2 separate regions of the Pan troglodytes genome follow, and region 1 is linked to region 2. A link is a contact called in public HiChIP or PLAC-seq data. All regions are on one chromosome and are shown on one strand. Each heading gives the region's core, a stretch centred on a gene start, on an enhancer-like site or on the middle of the called end of the contact. The rest is flanking DNA. Distances are from core to core; before and after follow the strand shown.

Evidence for each region. HiChIP or PLAC-seq counts read pairs in DNA pulled down with a chosen protein or histone mark.
Region 1: a contact with region 2 is called in an H3K4me3 HiChIP or PLAC-seq map of stem cell-derived excitatory neurons, with 4 times the contacts expected there. The contact joins the promoter of DDAH2 here to the promoter of LY6G5C in region 2. A contact is called at or near these places in 1 of 7 Hi-C or Micro-C datasets (induced pluripotent stem cells) and 1 of 1 datasets of contacts at active chromatin or transcription factors (stem cell-derived excitatory neurons).

Annotation. Positions count from the first base shown.
Region 1 is chr5:37,523,481-37,530,141 of NHGRI_mPanTro3-v2.0_pri, reverse strand. DDAH2 (DDAH family member 2, ADMA-independent) reads left to right here and starts at 2,294. Exons shown (of 7, transcript XM_001159196.7): 1 at 2,294-2,604; 2 at 3,427-3,787; 3 at 3,907-4,006; 4 at 4,132-4,205; 5 at 4,365-4,484; 6 at 4,965-5,114; 7 at 5,304-5,617. The coding sequence starts at 3,491. The coding sequence ends at 5,420. It overlaps CLIC1 (chloride intracellular channel 1), which reads left to right. Exons shown (of 8, transcript XM_063812353.1): 7 at 258-439; 8 at 1,653-2,074. The coding sequence ends at 1,814. It overlaps MPIG6B (megakaryocyte and platelet inhibitory receptor G6b), which reads right to left. Exons shown (of 6, transcript XM_001158856.7): 6 at 5,943-6,661.
Region 2 is chr5:37,475,476-37,482,397 of NHGRI_mPanTro3-v2.0_pri, reverse strand. LY6G5C (lymphocyte antigen 6 family member G5C) reads left to right here and starts at 4,623. Exons shown (of 3, transcript XM_054686760.2): 1 at 4,623-4,843; 2 at 5,825-5,992. The coding sequence starts at 4,723. LOC134810192 (a long non-coding RNA gene) reads left to right here and starts at 1,999. Exons shown (of 3, transcript XR_010157684.1): 1 at 1,999-3,450; 2 at 3,695-3,866; 3 at 4,154-4,513.

The DNA of each region.
Region 1 (6,661 bases), core at 1,045-3,544, 50 kb before region 2:
TCATTTGAATCTAGGAGGCAGAGGTTGCAGTGAGCCGGGATCATGCCACTGCACTCCAGCCTGGGCAACGGAGCAAGACTCTGTCTAACATAAAATAAAATAAAAGGTAAAGTGCTTAGAATAACACATAGAAAAGTAACTACATGAGTGTTAGCTATTACTATTTTGGACTCACCATTAGTATCCACCCCCAACGGGCCTTTTCGGACTATGTCAATCTTTTCCTGAAGTTCTAATCAATTCCCTCTCTTGCACAGATCTGGAGAAGGGACTCCTGAAAGCCCTGAAGGTTTTAGACAATTACTTAACATCCCCCCTCCCAGAAGAAGTGGATGAAACCAGTGCTGAAGATGAAGGTGTCTCTCAGAGGAAGTTTCTGGATGGCAATGAGCTCACCCTGGCTGACTGCAACCTGTTGCCAAAGTTACACATAGTACAGGTGTGTGGTTATTGCGGGAGGAGAGGATGACCACTGGAGTGGCCCTTTAAGGAGCTCCCACATGGGCTTCCCCTGACAACCACTCTAAAGATGATTTCTTTCTTAGGGTGGTTTTCATAAATTGCTACCAATGGCAGACCCCACCCCAGTCCTTTGCAGCAGTCATTGCTAACAAGACCACTGCTTGAGATAATTATATTCCATGATGTAAGTCATGGGTGCAAACAGACTAGCAAAGAGGAATACATCCCAGTATTACTTTTGAAGAATGCTCTTCCTGTCTCGGTATCACTGCCAAATTCCCAGATTAGACAGAGCAGGCTTTTCCTAAAGTCAAAGTTTTAACTTTCTTTATAGCTTCAGTCTTCACTTCCTCTTGTGGAAGATCAAAACTGCTGGTTCCCATGTTTTTGTCATAGTCTCAAAGCTATGGTTTAGTTTGTGCAACATGGGCCTGACATCAGTCTGCCACACAACTATGTAGTGAACATCTGTGTACTAAGCATTGAAAGATACACAAGTGTATAGTGACTGGGCCTTGCTCTCAAAGGGTTGAAATCTGAGACAATAAAATATTCACATGAAAGTTAAGAATATATGATGAAAAGTCAGATGGGCCGGGCGCGGTGGCTCAGGCCTATAATCCCAACACTTTGGGCCGCCAAGGCTGGTGGACCACCTGAGGTTAGGAGTTCGAGATCAGCCTGGCCAACATGGTGAAACCCCATCTCTACTAAAATTACAAAAATTAGCCACACATGGTGGTGGGCACCTGTAATCACAGCTATTTGGGAGGCTGAGGCAGGAGAATCACTTGAACCCGGGAGGCGGAGGTTGCAGGGAGCCAAGATCGCGCCATTGCACTCCAGCCTGGGTGACAGCAAGACTCCATCTCAAAAAAAAAAAAGTCTGATGAAAAATATAGAGACAAAAGTCACCTGTGTCAGTGCCTGAAGTGGTATAGGGGGAAAAAGTCACTGTGGAAATTCAAGAGGAGAATTTTATAAGTAAATTATATCTCAAGTTTTAAAAACTCAGGAAAAATGGCTGGTTATTAAAAGCCAGGATTTCAGTAAGTGAAAAGGAAGGCTAACGACAGTACAAGACAGTGAGGAGTTGAGCTGGTTTTATCATGTCGGCCTGGGGAGAAGGGAAAGCCAAGGTGGCTTCCCTGGGGCTAACATGTTGGTCCCTCTCCTCTCCCCATCCTCAGGTGGTGTGTAAGAAGTACCGGGGATTCACCATCCCCGAGGCCTTCCGGGGAGTGCATCGGTACTTGAGCAATGCCTACGCCCGGGAAGAATTCGCTTCCACCTGTCCAGATGATGAGGAGATCGAGCTCGCCTATGAGCAAGTGGCAAAGGCCCTCAAATAAGCCCCTCCTGGGACTCCCTCAACCCCCTCCATTTTCTCCACAAAGGCCCTGGTGGTTTCCACATTGCTACCCAATGGACACACTCCAAAATGGCCAGTGGGCAGGGAATCCTGGAGCACTTGTTCCGGGATGGTGTGGTGGAAGAGGGGATGAGGGAAAGAAATGGGGGGCCTGGTCAGATTTTTATTGTGGGGTGGGATGGGTAGGACAACATATTTCAGTAGTAAAATACAGAATAAAAATCAAGTGTTTTTACGCAATGGGGGTTTGAAGTGTGGGCGACATGGAATGAGGGGTGGGTCAGTGATCTTAAGCTCAGGGCAGAAGCCAGGAATTAAGAAGGGAAATGTTTGTGGTGGGGCTGCTATGTTTCTTGCCGGTCCGCCGGTCCGCCGTTGCGCTGTTCTGAGGTCTACGAAGCGTTTGCAGCCCCGTCGCCAGGGCCGGCCAGATCTGGGTGGGGCTGGGCAGCGCTCGCTGGGCGGTGCCGATTTCTGGCAAGGGGGGCGCAGTCTGGATGTAATGGGCGCGGCTTAGCAGGGCGGGATGGGCGTGGCCCGAAGAAGCCCCGCCCCGTCCCGCTTAGACAATGCCCCGGAGCCGCCAGACCGTCGCGCCCCTGCCCCATGGTAGTATATGAGCTCGCCTACCCAAGGACCCCCGCTAAAAGCCAGAGCTCCCAGTCCCCGAGGCTTGAAGACGGGGACTCCCTTCTCCACCAACTCAGTCCTCTGGGGGTGGGGCCCCAGCCGAGATCACAGCGCGACAGGAGTGGGGGTGGCCGCTGGAGGTGAGTCTTGCGTGGGGGGCCCTGAACCGTATGGGGGCCGGAGTTTGGGGGTGCCGGGCCCATGCCTGCACCAGACAGAGAGTATGGGGAGCCGGTATTTGGGCGCGGAGCTAGGCGGGGTGGACTTTGGGACATAGACGGGGAACCGGGTCCTGGAGCCGGGAGTAGCGCCAGCGCCCCGGAACCACGCCCCCTGTTTCCCCGCCCATCGCATTTCGTTTTAGACCTCTCCCAGTCCTTCGGGACTCGGTCTGGTTTATACTAGGTCGTGCTAGGGGCAGCGTGACCAGCCAGCGCGGAGAGAGGATGCTTAACTCCTTAGGCTCGAACTCCTCCCTTCCTACCCACCTCTCTCCCTTCTCGTTCGGGTATTCAGGACTTCCATTCCCCAGCCCCTGCCTCTCCAGCTTTCTCCTTCTGTCCCATAACCCCTGCGGGTCCCGGGCCGGACTTCAAGTCCCTGCAGTAGCGAGCAGCTGAGGGTTAAGGGGGCGAGGCTGCTGCATTTTTGGGGAGTGAGCGCATCCTAGTGGCTGCCAAGAGGGGCGCCCGACAGGGACCTCACAAGCCCCCAAGCAGGGGCAACAGGTGTTTTGGAGATTAGAGACCCTAGCCTTGTTCCTCAGGCTCCTCTTAAAGAATCTGACCACTGAGGGTGCTGGGTAGAGTGAGGTCGACAGGAGCGGAAGGTCTGGAGGGGGTGGGGCGAAGTGGGAGGGACGCCTAGAGATGGCAGGAGGAAGACCTGGGCGCTCTTCACCCCCAACGCCCTTGTCTGCATGTCTTTTTCTCTGTCTCCTCCTTTTCTGTTTCTTCTCCCAGACAGGTGAAGAAACAAGAAAACTAAGAAATCCGAGCGGTTGGAGGGGGAGTCTGTGTGGATGGGATGGGGACGCCGGGGGAGGGGCTGGGCCGCTGCTCCCATGCCCTGATCCGGGGAGTCCCAGAGAGCCTGGCGTCGGGGGAAGGTGCGGGGGCTGGCCTTCCGGCTCTGGATCTGGCCAAAGCTCAAAGGGAGCACGGGGTGCTGGGAGGTAAACTGAGGCAACGACTGGGGCTACAGCTGCTAGAACTGCCACCTGAGGAGTCATTGCCGCTGGGACCGCTGCTTGGCGACACGGCCGTGATCCAAGGGGACACGGCCCTAATCACGCGGCCCTGGAGCCCCGCTCGTAGGCCAGAGGTGAGCGCTGTGGCGCGGGTGTGGTATGGGGAAAGGCAGAAGGAGCTGGATGTCGGGGCTTTGGGGAATAATTGAGGATGGGGGTGTCACAGCTCCGTGCCCTCTTCTCCTATCCTAAGGTCGATGGAGTCCGCAAAGCCCTGCAAGACCTGGGGCTCCGAATTGTGGAAATAGGAGACCAGAACGCGACGCTGGATGGCACTGACGTTCTCTTCACCGGTGAGGCTGGGGGGAGGCACCCGTAGGTCTTGGCACAGGGAAGTAGAGTTTGGGAGACTCGGCCGTCTGGAGCCTTGTTTCTCACTCACTCCTGCCCTCAAACCTCCGCGGCCTGCCGGACTCAGGCCGGGAGTTTTTCGTAGGCCTCTCCAAATGGACCAATCACCGAGGAGCTGAGATCGTGGCGGACACGTTCCGGGTGCGGAGCGGGACCAGCCTAGGGAGGGAGCGGGGTGCAGGTGGGGGTCGGAAGGGCCTGGGCGCCCGCTGAGGAAATGAGAGGCAGAGAGCAGCCTATGTTTGAAGATACCCCATCACCCCTCCCGCGCCCCTGAATACCTCCCTTCGCTCTCCCTAGGACTTCGCCGTCTCCACTGTGCCAGTCTCGGGTCCCTCCCACCTGCGCGGTCTCTGCGGCATGGGGGGACCTCGCACTGTTGTGGCAGGCAGCAGCGACGCTGCCCAAAAGGCTGTCCGGGTGAGGAGGGGGCGGGTCCAACGAAAGTGGGCGCAGTTCTGGGCCCGGGAGGCCGGGAGCTGGGAGGCTTAGGAAGTTAGCCCTAACCCCTGCCCTCAATGGGCTGTCCATCTTATGTGAAAGAACACAGGAGAAAATAAGAAGTTACAACAGCAGGACTGGGAACAGGGGTGATTAATTTGCTCTTCCGGAGTTTCAGGAAACCCCAAAGGTGGCACCTAAACTGTGACTCTAAGGATGGGTAGGACAGATAGGAGGGGCTGGGGAAGGTAGGGGGTTGAAAATAACCGCATGTGATTCCAAGGTGGAAATTAGCAAAGGTAACTAAAGTACTTAGTGTCTGACATACCGTAAGCTCTATGTGCTTGCTGTCATTATTTTCCACAAATGTCAGTCCGTCCCCAGCCCTTAGTGGTGGTTGAGCAGGCAGACTCAGCTGTGGAGAGGTTCTGAGACTCGAACACTTCCTCTTTCCTCTAGGCAATGGCAGTGCTGACAGATCACCCATATGCCTCCCTGACCCTCCCAGATGACGCAGCTGCTGACTGTCTCTTTCTTCGTCCTGGGTTGCCTGGTGTGCCCCCTTTCCTCCTGCACCGTGGAGGTGGGGATCTGCCCAACAGCCAGGAGGTGAGAGAGGGCAGGAACTCCAACACCAAGCACCATCAGAGAAAAGAGTTTCAGGCTTTCCTAGTGGGAGGAAGGAAGGGTACCTTCTCTAGAAGCCTGGGTGGGGCCACTCTGAGCTGGCTGGAAGAGTGGCCTGGCTCAGTCTGAGGTCTCACTCCCCTCTCCCCACTCCATGTCTTCCCTATGCAGGCACTGCAGAAGCTCTCTGATGTCACCCTGGTACCTGTGTCCTGCTCAGAACTGGAGAAGGCTGGCGCCGGGCTCAGCTCCCTCTGCTTGGTGCTCAGCACACGCCCCCACAGCTGAGGGCCTGGCCTTGGGGTACTGCTGGCCAGGGGTAGGATAGTATAGGAAGTAGAAGGGGAAGGAGGGTTAGATAGAGAATGCTGAATAGGCAGTAGTTGGGAGAGCGCCTCAATATTGGGGGAAGGGAGAGTGTAGGGAAAAGGATCCACTGGGTGAGTCCTCCCTCTCAGAACCAATAAAATAGAATTGACCTTTTAGACTGGGCTGTGACTGGTGTCTTACTGGGGCAAAGGGATAGGGCAGGGCTGAAACCTGAGTTTGGGGTCAGTGCAGGGAAGAAGGCCTCTTATTCAAAAATCTTGTTAGGTACTTACCAACTCATTGCCCAACCATGTCATAGGTACTTGAGCACAAGATGAACAAGACAGAATTTCTATCATGGGAAGTGTGTCCAGGGCAGAGAAAAGAGTGTATGGGTGGATTGCTCACTGAATTTATCTAAATGTTAGATGATTCAGAGACTGGTAGATTACCAGTCCACCCCTATTTGATAAAGAAAAAGAAATGACACTTCCAGGGACATTCATTTTCATTCATTCATTTAATGAGGCTTAGCAATGATATCAAAAGGGTCAGTCTCCTGACGTTGGGGAGCTCACAGTACATGCAAATTTCTTACAAATTGAAATACAGGTTGTCATGGAACAATTTACAGAAGGCTGTTTCTATGAGGGAAATAAAGGGGGTGTGCCCTAGGGCATCAAAGTATATGCAAGGGGTGGCCAAGGAGGGTCACCTTCCCAGAAAAGGCCATACTTGAACTAAGGATAAATAAGAATTAGCCAGGCAGATAGTGTGAAGGAGGGAAAGGGGCAATACAGGAAGAAGGAATTGCACTGGGCAAAGATATTTTGGGGCTAGGGAGAATTCTCTAAGGCTGGCATTTTCTAAGATGTGCACATGGAATGACACAGGTAAGCCTGGAGAGTGGACAAAGTGCTGTAGTACCTTGTATCCAAAGCCAAGGCATGTGGGCACAGAGCTGAAGCTAAGGAGAGTACTTCAGTTCTGTAATAAGGGCTGTCAGGAGCAGTTATCTCTTGAGTAGGATCTCTCTGACTTCAGGGAGGAAAGCAAGGGTAGGAGGATGAGGTGGGGCTATGGGTAATCCAGGAAGGAAGTGAGCAGAGTACATTCACGTGGCAGCGCTGGGCATGGAATACAGTGTGGGTTTGACAGTGATGTTAAGATAGAAAGACTGGACTTCATGGCTCATTGTGTGGGAGTAAGAGAGAAAGGAG
Region 2 (6,922 bases), core at 3,374-5,873:
TTAAAAATTACCCAGGCATGGTGGCATGCACCCGTGTTCCAAGCTACTCTGGAGGCTGAGGTAAGAGGATTGCTTGGCTGAGGATCACGGTAGGTTGAGGCTGCAGTGAGCTGTGATCGTGCCACCGGACTCCAGCTTGGGTGACAGAGTGAGACTCTGTCTCAAAAAAAAAAAAAGCAAATAGGGGTGCCCAGTCTCACCTCCCATACCCTGGGGACAAAGGACACCCCTCCCTGGACATGGCCATTAGGGACTCTGCTGAACTGCCCCTACTGCCACTTTCCCCCATCTTACTGCATGTAATTGTAGACAACAGTGGATGACCTGAGGGGCCCTTAGATACCTGAAATTGGGTAGGGAAAGAAAGGTAGGCTCAACATGTGAATTCTGAACCCCCCCATCCAGGGGCCTCAGCCTACTTCAGATTACTCCCTATGCAATAAGATTCAGAGCAGCTGTGTTTGTTTTCAGAACTAATCCCCACCCAGGGGTGGAAGCAGGCCCCTGTCCACTCTTCACCCTATATAGCAAAGTTCCAGCAGTTCCAGGGGATGATCAGCAGAGATACAGACCTTCCCAGTTGCTGGGGCGCTGGACCCTGCTATACTGGACACAAGGTGAGGCCTGAAAGTCCAGGCACCCTGAGGAGCTGGGCAAACTAGCAGAAAAGATGGCGCTGGGAGAAAGGAAAGTTAGACTCTGGACGGGAAATCTGGGAAGAAGTGGTTCCCAGCTGGGCCAAAAAGCCTCATCCTACGCCCTCTCATCGACCTAGGCTCCACCCTGAGTGCCTCCAGTGTGAGGTGCTGGACTGGCTCTGTGCTGCCTGTTTGGGTTGAGGGTTTGCTCCTAGGAGAGGCATGTATTTCTCGTACAGCTGTCACAAGCGAGTGAGGGCTCCGGAGGTGGAGGGCCCAAGAGGGTGGGGAGCTCAGGCGTCAGTGATAGCCAGATTTCCATCCATCGGTCCGTCCGTCCGTCCATCCATCCATCCATCTATCCAATCAACAAGCCATTCCGGATTCTTCAGGAATCCAGTCATTCATTTATATTTAGGTTAAAGACCCTCTCTCTGGTTCCTCTCTAGAACGCAGTCTCGAGCCGCTCCCCCAACAAACCGTGGCCCTCTTCCGGCCGGGTCATCTACAGCCCCGCCCCTCGTTTGCCTGGCTCCATGCCCCTAACCTTGGCGTTCTGTCCTCAGGCCCCGCCTTCTTTGTTTCGTCACTCGGTTGCTTACCCTCAGGTATCCCTTAACTCTAGGTAGGAGCACTCAGAAGGGACACCGTCATCTGCTGCTGTCGCCATGGCGATTATTTCAACGCCCTGCCTCTTCACCCCAGGAAAACGTTCGCGGAACCCGTCACCATGGAAACGAACTCTCTGGACTCTTAGCGCGCCCTGGGCTGGCCCTGCTGCGTGGACAGGAGAGGAGCAAAACGCAACAAAGACGGGATTAATTACTCAGAGGCCGCGCCCCCTCCGAAGAAGGCCCCACCCTGCCCCGGCCTCACCCCTCCCCGAAATAATTCGAGGAAATATTCCGCGAATGCTGGGGGAGTGTCTTGCCCCCCGGTTCCCTCAAGGCCCACGGTCGCTTGAATTCCACAGCAAGTCCTCCCTGACCTCTCAGGGCAATCCCCTCCCGAAGCCCAGCCTCAGCCTCGCAAAGCCTCTAGTCGTTGGCCTTTTCGTTGCGATTATATTCGAGAGGGAGCTTCAGAGGGCGCCGTGAAGTTCCCCTGTGCTTCCCCTTTGCCCTTTGCCCTCTTCGCTTCAAGAGGAGCCCTGGCTCTCTTATTTTTTTTATTTTATTTTATTTTATTTTTTTTTGAGACGGAGTCTTGCTCTGTCGCCAAGCTGGAGTGCAGTGGCGCGATCTCGGCTCACTGCAACCTCCGTCTCCCGGGTTCAAGCGATTCTCCTGCCTCAGCCTCCTGAGTAGCTGGGACTACAGGCAGGCGCCACCACTCCTGGCTAATTTTTGTATGTTTAGTAGAGACGGGGTTTCACCATATTGTCCAGGATGGTCTCGATCTCTTAACCTTGTGATCCGCCCAGCTCGGCCTCCCAAAGTGCTGGGATTACAGGCGTGAGCCACGGAGCCCGGCCCTCTGATTCTTTTTGTCTATCACTCTGTGCACTCATTCATTCAAGACATTTATGTAGGTGCCCCGCGTTCCTCTGCAGTTCTCCACTACTCTGGCTTTTCTCTAATACAATTTATTTTGTGTTATTATTTCTTTAAGACAGAGTCTCACTCTGTCGCCCAGGCTGGAGTGCAGTGGTGCGATCTCGGCTCACTGCAACCTCTGCCTTCCAGGTTCAAGAGATTCTCCTGCCTCAGCCTCCCGAGTAGCCAGGACTACAGGCGTGCGCCACCACACCTGGCTAATGTTTTTGTATTTTTTGATAGAGACGGGGTTTCACCATGTTGCTCAGGCTGGTTGCGAACTCCTGACCATGAATGATACCTCCACCTTGGCCTCCCAAAGTGCTGGGATTACAGGCGTGAGCCACCAGGCCCGGCCAATTTATTTTATTTTTAAAGTATTATCATTTTTGTTATTTGAGACAGCAGTGGCGCGATCACTGCAGCCTCGACCTCCTGGGTTCAAGTGATCCTCCCACCTCAGCCTCCCGAGTAGCTGGGACTACAGGCGCATGCCACCACACCCCGCTAATTTTTTTCAACTTTTTTTTGTAGGGATGGGGTCTCGCTATATTGCCCAGGCTGGTCTCGAACTCTTGGGCTCAAGAGATCCTCCCTCCTTGGCCTCCCAAAGTAATGAGGTTTCAGTCGTGAGCCACTGCACCTGGCCTAACACAGTTTTTTGTTTTTGTTTCTGTTTTTGGTTTTTTTGAGACGGAGTCTCGCTCTTGTTGCCCAAGCTGGAGTGCAATGGCACGATCTCGGCTCACTGCAACCTCCGCCTCCCGTGTTCAAGCGATTCTCCTGCCTCAGCCTCCCAAGTGGCTGGGATTACAGGCGCACGCCGCCACGCCCGGCTAATTTTTGGTATTTGTAGTAGAAACGGGGTTTCACCATGTTAGCCAGGCTGGGCGCGAACTCCTGACCTCAGGTAGTCCACCCGCCTTGGCCTCCCAAAGTGCTGGGATTACAGGCGTGAGCCACCGCAGTCCGGCTCTAATATAGTTTTTAAATTCATTCATTCCAAGGCTTTTGGGAGGCGCTCAGTGGCGTGCAGTTTCCTCTCGAATTTCTTTCTTCCCGCAGTCTTTCTGGGCGGGCGTCTCCCGTCTGTTTCTTCCCATCTTCCCCCTTATCATCCTGGGACTGGATAATTCTTGAATAGTCTGGGAGGTAGCAGGGAACCCGAGTTCGGAGCCTCGACCAGAACCTCCAGACGGGAAATTGGAGCAGGTGGTGTCGTTCCTGGACGCTGAGGACCCCCTCCTCCCCTAACGCACAGCCCAACGATCCTAAAAGTAAAAACCCTGAGTTTCTGAGTCAAGACTGAGCTGGTGGGGTGGGGACCGAGTAGGCGAGGATGGGGAGCCCAGCGGGTCCCCAGCGGAGAAAATGGGTGAGACGCCTGGGGCCGCGGTCTCCAGAATTCGCCTGGGAGGGAGAATGGCGCTACGGCGCCGCCTTCCTGGGGAGCCGCTTCGGGCTCCGGATATCCGCTGGGGCCCGACGCTTGGGTCCCGACGCGCGGTTCGCACTTTCCAGGTTTCTTCCCCAGGGAACAGAGCTTGAGCGGGGGGCCACCCCCCCGTCCTACCGGAGTTCTGAGGTGCGGTCAGGCGCGGAGAGCGGACGCCCAGCGCCAGATTCTGTGGGCTCCGGAGTTCAGGCCCACTGAGCCGCAGCTGAGCACAGGCGGGGCAGGAAAAAGGATGAGGTGAGGGAAGGCGCTGGGTTCCTGGAACCCCAAGGGGGCACTGAGCTGAGTACGTATCGCTTGGGATCCAGGTGTCCTTGTTTTAGGATGTCTGACAGGTGTCCCCAGGGTATGAGAAGTGGGACTGGGCACCCCCTATTTGCTTTTTTTTTTTTTTTTTTTTGAGACAGACCACATGTTTCCTATCTTGGAAAATGGTACCACTTCCTTGTGCAAGCCTACCCCTGTTCCCTCACCCCTCGTTCAGTCCAACAGCAAATCTGTCCAGTCTTCTAACTGTATCTCAGGTTCATTAGCCCCGCTTCCTCGTCCCTGCTCGTCTTCTGCCGGACCAGTCCGCCATCTTGTGACCGGACTCGGGAATAGCGTCCTACTTCCCGGCGGCCTCCACTCTTGACCCAAATGCAATGTGCAGCCATGGCAATCTTTTATAAACAGAAATCCGATCAAGTTACTCCTCTGCCGAAATCCCTCTGGTCAGTGGTTTAACTGTCGAGGTGCTCCTGGCAGCACTCTGCCCTCCCCACATCATTGCTGGTGGACTTGTCTCCCCTACTAGACTGTGCCCTGTGAGGGTGGAGACTGTGCAGGGTTGTATCCCCAACACCTGATGCAGTGATTCAATAAACATCTGTCCAATTAATAGGAAAGACAGTTCCTTTTCTCATTCCCCTATTGCTGGTCCCCTGCCCTCAAGCAGGATGTTATGCCCCAGAGTGGCTGTGGGTGCGAACATTCTGCCCCTCTGGCTGGTCTGGCACGGATTTCCACCCTGAGCTGGTGTTGCCTCTCTCCTTCCTCTTGGCCAACCTCTCTTCCACCAATATAAGCCCAAACTGGAGGCCAGCAGGCAGTCATGCGTTTTATGGCAGGCCCTGCAGGGAGCCAGAGTCTGGGTCCCCTGTGCTTCCACAGCAGCCCCCAAGCCCTCTACACGGTCCTCTTAATAGTGCTGGTCATGATGAGCTTGGTGTTTGGTAAGTGGCTCCAAGGGTTCAGAAGGGTCTCCTGGCCTGGATGGAGAAACCCACAGACACCAAGTGTCTGGGTACACCTGTCCAGGATGCTCAGGTAAACCCATGCAGGAGGAGAGATGGGACAGATGGGTTTGGTAGGGAATGCCTGCTCATGGACTGATGTGCAATCTGAAGATTTTTAAAAATTTATTATTATTATTATTTTTGAGATGGAGTCTCGCTCTGTATCCCAGGCCGGAGTGCAGTGGCAAGATCTCGGCTCACTGCAACCTCCACCTCCTGGGTTCAAGCGATTCTCATGCCTCAGCCTCCCGAATAACTGGGATTACAGGCATGAGCCACCAAGCCCAGCTAATTTTTGTATATTTAGTAGAGACGGGGTTTCACCATGTTGGCCAGGCTGGTCTCGAACTCCTGACCTCAGGTACCTGCTCGCCTTGGCCTCCCAAAGTGCTGGGATTACAGGCGTGAGCCACCGCACCCCTCTGAAGGAGATTTCTAGTGACCACCCCAGGGCTGTCTCACTTCACAGCAGTGACCTGAATAGAGATACTGAAGGAATCCTCTCCGGATCTGAGGGCAACATAGAATAGGGAGGGTTAGGGAGTGTGCTGGATGAGAAAACCAGAATCCACAGGATAGAACAAGACTGAGTCCAGCCTGCTGGGCTCCCCACTTGGCTGCAAAGCACCAGCCACAGAGACATAGGATTCAAAGTGTTGGTTTAGCACTTTCCTCTGCCTAACACCAAGTGCTCTGCTGGGTCTGGGGATTTGTTAACATGTGGTCTGGCCTTAGGACCAGAGGAAAAGGGGGATGTATGTGTATGCAATTGGGGAAGGAAGCAGAGAATTGGGGCTTTGATGGTTTTCTGAGACAGGAAGGGAGGGAGGAGTGGGGTTGAGTGGCCTAGAATCAGGCAGTGGTAGGGTGTGAGGTAGAATGGGGTGTGAGTGGGGTCAGCACTTCTCTGTGTTCTAGGTAAGTTTGTTCCTGTCAATTGGGAACCCCCTCAACCACTTCCATTCCCCAAATACCTGCGCTGCTACCGATGCCTCTTGGAGACCGAGGAGTTAGGGTACCTTCTGGGATCTGACATCTGCCTCACCCCGGCTGGCAGCAGCTGCATCACTCTCCACATAAAGAACAGTAAGTGGCCTTCTCCTGTCATGGGCCCAGCACTCTCCCAAACGGAAACTCTCTCAGCCTCCTAAGCTGCACCCCAAGTCTTGTTCCCATAATCCCATAAGACATTGCTCCAATCCTGTCTTTTTTTTTTTTTTTTTTTTTTGCTGCTCTGTCACCCAGGCTGGAGTGCAGTGGCGCAATCTTGGCTCACTGCAACCTCCACCTCCCCAGTTCAAGCAATTCTTGTGCCTCAGTCTCCCAAGCAGCTGGGATTAAAGGTGCACGCCACCACGCCCAGCTAATTTTTTGTATTTTTAGTAGAGATGGGGATTCACCATGTTGGCCAGGCTGGTCTCGAACTCCTGACCTCAGGTGATCCACCCACCTTAGCTTCCCAGAGTGCTGGGATTACAGGCGTGAGCCACCGTGCCCAGCCTCTCTTCCCTTTTCTTCAGAGCCACACTCTGTCTCCACTTCCACTAACCTTCTCTCCTCAATCTGTAGCTGAATAGCTTCTACCCTATCAAGGTGCGCAGCTTTGACGGGGACCCTCCAGATCTCCAGGTGCCCTTGCCTGTCCTCAAGCTGTCTGCTTCCGCATCTGTCTGCAGTTACTGCTGGTGTTGCTCTTCTCCTGCATCCTCCACGGCTTCTTCAGTCTCCTTCATGGAGCGTTTTCTCTCTGACCCTTAGTGGTTCATGTTCACCAAGGTTTGGTCCTTAGCTGTCTTCCCACTTCATATACTCAAAAGCAGAGGATTTTATCTGCTTTGCTGGCTTCAACCAGCAGCCACATACCACTTCCTTCTGAATCTGAATGTTATGTCAAACCGCTCTCCTCATATCCCGTTGACCACTGGACATCTCCCTCGCTGAAAATTGACTCCTTCCCGATGCCTGCTCTTCCACCGACCCCCCACCTTTCTTAAGTTAGCAAAAATGTAACACATA